Regions from separate parts of the Mus musculus genome. Here region 1 is linked to region 2. Evidence: chromatin contacts called from public Micro-C data. All regions are on one chromosome and are shown on one strand. Each heading gives the region's core, a stretch centred on a gene start, on an enhancer-like site or on the middle of the called end of the contact. The rest is flanking DNA. Distances are from core to core; before and after follow the strand shown. Region 1 overlaps Gm3716 (predicted gene 3716). Region 2 overlaps Pgm2 (phosphoglucomutase 2).

Region 1 (2,835 bases), core at 158-2,657, 500 kb after region 2:
GAATTAACGTGAGGAGCTTGCAAAGCAGTCATGTCTTGTACATAGGCTAAGATCCATGCGAGCACTTATTAAATGAAGTCTAATTTATGATGAAAACTGCAGTCTTCTGCCCTCCAGTTCAGGGCAGAGGAAATAGAAATCAACCTTTAAAAAGCCTGGGTTTCTCTCTTCTCTAGCTTTCCTTTGGGGGCAACCAGCCCTTGCCTTTCAGGTTGAGTGGCACAGCACTCAGAGAGGGCCCCGCTACTCAGGACTCGGTGGGGAGTTTTTCCAGCTTCTTACTGCAAAATCTTCCTTCCTTTCCTCAAGAGAAAAAGAGCTGTTCTCTACAGAAGAAACACAAAAGGGGCCAGCTGGAAGACATGCTAAAGCGAGAACCCTACATACACTCAGATTCTACGGGTGCGCTGCTTGCTGATGTAACGGCCAAGAATCAGAAACCGGAAGTAGAAACGCTGAATGAAAACAAACCATCTGGGCTGAGCTACCGAGGGAGCAAATGTCTAAGACCCTCATTGGCGGCTGCTCAGGCTTCGTGAGCAAGGCAGGAAGCAGACGATTGTGAAGCCTGTGAAGGTTTCTGCTCCCCAAGCTGGTCGGGGGTGGGGGTGGGGGGATGCTAAGGTAGCAGATCACATCCTTAAAGATCTAAAATTAAGATCTAATAAATTAAAGATGAAAAAATCTAAAATAATAACAAATAAAAGGTTGCTTGCCCATCTGGACATAGATCTGATGTCCAGGTGAGATAACGCACGGATGCCATCTCTGTGGAAAAATAATCAACTGCTTTAAAGGAAGCCAAGGGTGGGATCTCGCTTCCTGGACTGGGGTAGAGAAGGGGAATGTGTGAAATACACAAACCAGAGCTGCTGCTGATACCCCAAGGACAGACACGGCTGGAGGACCACCCAGTGTCAGCTCAGAAGAAGGGGGACGGATAAGCTAAACCCAGCCCCCTGGGAATATCAGCATACCAGACAGAGTTTGAGGAAGAACAGTTAAAAGCCATATGGTCGAAACGTCTTTCTTAAAAACTGGCTGGATAAAACCTGCACAAATGAATGGTTATATGTGTGCAAAAGTCCATGGAAAGGGTTAAAAATAAAAACAAAGGCCTGTAAGTATGGTCTCAGCTAATCAACTAAGAACTAAGTAATGCATCTCATATTCACATTCTGTCTCTGTCTCCCCTCCCCCTCCCCCGGCTTTATACTCCATGTGTAACCTGGACTGTCCTTGAACTCATAGTCTTGCTCCCAAGTGCTGGTAATATGCTTAGCTACATGGGTCTCCTCTAAAATAAAAAGAGAGACGGCTCAGCAGTTGAGAGCTGCTGACTGCTCTCCTGAAGAACCTGGGCTCAGTACCCAGCACCTACACTGACACTAACAACCATCTAACTCCAGTCCTAGGGCATCTTATGCCTTTTGGCATCCATGGGCACTCTGCACATGCACAGACATACATGCAGGCACACATACACACATAAAATAGAGATAAATAAATCTCTGGGAAAAAAATAGAAGTTAAAATGGGAATCTGGGGTTTAATGAAGAGCACATTTATTCTTAAGTTTCCTGGAACTCTGAATCTAGACATATTATATGGGAGTATATGTATCCTTGTGTATATGATCATATCACACACTCATGTTTAACATGTATGGTTTCTATCTATGCGTATTTTAGAACTCTCTCTCCATTCCTATCACTTAGCTACACATCATACACACACACACCCTTAAGCTCTTAACAAGTAAGATCTGTCAGTGAAAATGTCAACGGTACCAACCGACTCTACACATTAATCTAGACAATAAGCCTCACCCTAAACAAGAGATTATCTACAAACGCACGCCTCTCCTCTTGTTCCTCGAGATAACTGGCTCAATCACAAGAACAGGCCTGAGAGTGACCAGGGGCTTCTGAGTTTCGTCTGTGAACATCATGGGTTATGGGAAGCAGCAACGTCAGCTACCACTTTGTGTGGAGGCAGGGGAAAGATGCAGCCCTGACCAGATGGCCAAACTGTTCTCCTTCATCTCATGGGTGCAGCCCCCACTGGCGTGCAGCAGTGTGGGGTGCAGACAGACGGCCACAGGTGACCCCTGACCTTTCAAGGTCAACCCTGTCCTGCCGCAGCTCTGGAGGGAGAAGTTTGCTCTCAAGCCCACCACTTCTGGCTTGCTTTTCATTTCTGTTTTCTCCCTTTTCCTCCTGGGTCTACATACATCTCACCCACCACTCCTTCCAGCTTCTTTTGCATGTCTGTTTTCATTTTCCAGTCTCACCCCATCTTCCTTCCTCAGCAGCTTCAGGATCGCCTCCGCACTTGCTCCTTCCCAGTTCCCCCTGGTCTCCGTCTGTTCTTCTTCCTCTCTTCGGGGCCCCTTCCCAGACACTTCTCCTTCTCCCAAATGCAGCTTGTGTAGTTTCAGAATCACTCAGGTTAGCGAGGGCTGATAGGAACAATAGACAGTGGTTTGAGGGGTTTGTTGTTGTTGTTGTTGTTTTGTTTTTGTTTTTTGTTTGTTTTGGTGCTGGGGCGGTGTGTGTGTATGTGTGTGTGTGTGTGTATGGTGGGAGTGTGAGAGCTTCTAGATATTGATGGGTGACTACTAAGAGGCAGTATTCTATCTAGTCCAGCTCTTATGACTGAGTGCCACAGAATAGGTTGTGTGTGTGTGTGTGTGTGTGTGTGTGTACGTACATGCATGTACACAAGGTATGTAGAGGCCAGAGGTTAACCTCTAGTGTTGTTCCTCAGGGGCAATCTTTTCCCCTCCTTATTTATTTCGGAGTGTGTCTGTCTGACTGTCTGTCTGTCTGTCTG
Region 2 (2,822 bases), core at 129-2,628:
CAGATCTCTGTGAGTTTGAGGCCAGCCTGGTCTACAAAGCGAGTTCCAGGATACCCAGGGCTAAACCCTGAGTTGAACTCTGACCCCAACCCACACCCCCCCCAAAAAAAAGACAGGTTATCCTGGGTCTTTAATCCCAGCACTCAGGAAACAGAGTGGAAGGACTTCTTGAGTTCAAGGGCAGCCTCGGCTACATAGCAAGGAGGATATACAGAGAGACCTTGTCTCAAAAAACAAACAAAAATGATGGGGAAAAAAATTATCTAAACTGGAGTCTCACTCGATTCCATGTAATTCTCCTCTGCTATTTATAGGCATCATTGCCTCTTCCTTTCCTGACAGACACCTTTGTCAGGGTGTAGCTTTGTGACAGTCTCAGACCAACTGGACTCCTGGTTAACTGTGGTCGCGTAATTCTGAACAGAGTGGTGCTGAAGATAGTGACGGCAGTAGGGGCAGCAGTTGTTTGAACGCTGATCCGGTGTTTACCATTTGAATCCCCCAAACAACGTAGGAAACATTTAAAATTGAACCTCGGTACCCAGCAGAGACCTTTTCTAAGATACCCCTCACTGTACGAGTCACCTATATGAAAAGGCACATGACTTGTGTAAGGCCTGGGTACAACTTCCCCTGCTTTATCTTGTCAATTCTGAGAGCAGCTCTCACTAAGTAGCCCATACCAGTACTGAATTCATGATTCTCTTTTCGTCTCTTAGAGTGCAGGATTACAGGCGCTCACCACCGGGCTTGGTTCCCATATACTGTAAACCCTGGTTTAGACCTGTCATAGCTGATACTACTGTGCTTTTCAGATAGGTTAACACTGTTGGTTACAGGACAGTCCTTGCTCTGCTCCTGGAGCCATGGATGGCATTTGCTTGAAGTGACTGGCACTTACCAGTTCTTTTTGGTTTGTGGTTCCTGTCTCTGCTATGCACACACACATAAGAACACATCTTATATTTAAATAAAACAACACCTAATCAGAGTCCATATGAGGTGTGTACTGAATTATGACAGTATAAATCGGGGCTCCTAAGCCTCTGCATAGTGACACATGATGTCACAGCTGCTGGACCATTTGTTGTGGTGACTGTCCTAGGCATTATCAGTATCCTTGAGGACAGTGGCCTTGGACGTGTGACAAGGTGACCTCAGGCCTTTATCCTAAACTAAAGAGGGGAGGAGAGGACTCTGGCTGTCTCAGCTTCGGTGTTCTTCCTCTTCCTTTCACTACTGAATGCCGGGGCCAGGGCTGCAGCTTTGTTAATGGAGGGTTAGCCTAGAACGCAGGAAGCCCTGGGTTCCACCCCAGCTTGTTCCTTGTTTCACACTGCCACGGGAAGCTCTGACTGTGACTCTCTCCTTTTTGTCCCTGTTTCTGCATTTCTAGGTTTGCCCGGCTGGCTGCGACTGCATTTATCACCCAGGGTGTTCCTGTATACCTCTTCTCTGATATAACCCCCACCCCCTTTGTGGTAAGTAACCGCTTCCTTTCAAAGTACTTGTCAGAGGGCTGCAGACAATATAGAAGGTCAAGCAGCTCACGGCCAATGCTTAATTCATTGTTTGTACCAATGCGTGCTTAATTTATGGGTCAAGGATATAAAAGACTAACAACAGTAACTAATAATAAAATGGAAGAGTTGTCGCAGTGTCCTGTCAGGAAGTTAAATGAGTGCGGGCCCTGCTGAAAGAGCTAAGACACATCTTCCTGGACCACGGGTCACTGAGACAGAGTAGGGCAAAACCACAGACGAGGGGGATACTGCATGGTACTGAAATGGGACACAAGATGCTGAGTGGCCTGGCATGATAGTAGGGTGATACAGGAGGATGAATGGCTCCAAACAACGTACGGTGGGCATTTCCGTTCTGCCTAATCTTTCTTAAGAACCGTCTCCTGCTCGGTTTAGCCGTACACCGTGTCGCACCTGAAACTCTGCGCAGGCATCATGATCACTGCCTCGCACAATCCAAAGCAGGACAATGGCTATAAGGTAACCCCCCCCCCAGCCTCCCCCAACCCCCACACACGCTCTCTCCTCACACAGTGGAACCCCAGCCCCTCCCAGCCCCCCCCCCAACCCCCACACACGCTCTCTCCTCTCACAGTGGAACCCCAGCCCCTCCCAGCCCCCCCCCAACCCCCACACACGCTCTCTCCTCACACAGTGGAACCCCAGCCCTGTGTTCTTCGGGAGTGGGTGCTCTGCATCCTGAACCTGCTAAATGCATTCCTGGCTTCTCTAGGTCTACTGGGACAACGGAGCTCAGATCATCTCTCCCCACGATCGCGGCATTTCTCAGGCCATTGAGGAAAATCTAGAGCCCTGGCCTCAGGCTTGGGAGGAGTCTTTGGTTGACAGTAGTCCCCTTCTTCACAACCCCAGCGCGTCCATCGGTAATGACTACTTTGAAGACCTTAAAAAATACTGTTTTCACAGGTAACTGGGCCGTGGCTTCACTTCAGCTAATGTGATTCAGCCGAATTCTATCAATGTCTGGGTTTTGATTTGATCCCCTCTGCCTGGTGCATACATGGTTAGCTGCATTTGTATGGGGCGGCAGCAGAGCTGGCCACCTTTTCTTAAAGAAACCGGTAACAAATCCTCACGGCATTGCTGGCTACACAGAGCCTGACTTCATCTCCTCAGATGTGCTATTCTAGTGTACAAGCGGCACAAGTGACCAGTCAGGCAAGCCACACTGAGATGGCTTTATTTACCGAAGCAGGTGGCCAACCCACGGTGGGCTAAGTTTGAAGTGTTGTAAATATATATATATATATATATATATATATATATATATATATATAT

The links. A called contact is a pair of places that touch in the nucleus more often than the background predicts.
Region 1: a contact with region 2 is called in a Micro-C map of the G1E-ER4 cell line. The contact joins two enhancer-like sites. A contact is called at or near these places in 1 of 39 promoter capture datasets (pre-B cells) and 1 of 484 Hi-C or Micro-C datasets (the G1E-ER4 cell line).

The regions. Positions count from the first base shown.
Region 1 is chr5:64,599,689-64,602,523 of GRCm38.p6, forward strand. Gm3716 (predicted gene 3716) reads right to left here. Exons shown (of 4, transcript NR_045078.1): 3 at 2,294-2,461. Among named protein-coding and RNA genes, the nearest start is that of Gm3716, 9.6 kb to the right of the region's middle. Within about 2 kb of position 1,408, at least 122 of the 459 cell types and tissues checked have an H3K27ac peak or open chromatin away from gene starts, as enhancers often do. A contact at or near this core is called in the G1E-ER4 cell line, where this site is marked.
Region 2 is chr5:64,101,458-64,104,279 of GRCm38.p6, forward strand. It overlaps Pgm2 (phosphoglucomutase 2), which reads left to right. Exons shown (of 14, transcript NM_025700.3): 4 at 1,397-1,481; 5 at 1,920-2,003; 6 at 2,257-2,450. Among named protein-coding and RNA genes, the nearest start is that of Pgm2, 9.9 kb to the left of the region's middle. Within about 2 kb of position 1,379, at least 74 of the 459 cell types and tissues checked have an H3K27ac peak or open chromatin away from gene starts, as enhancers often do. A contact at or near this core is called in the G1E-ER4 cell line, where this site is marked.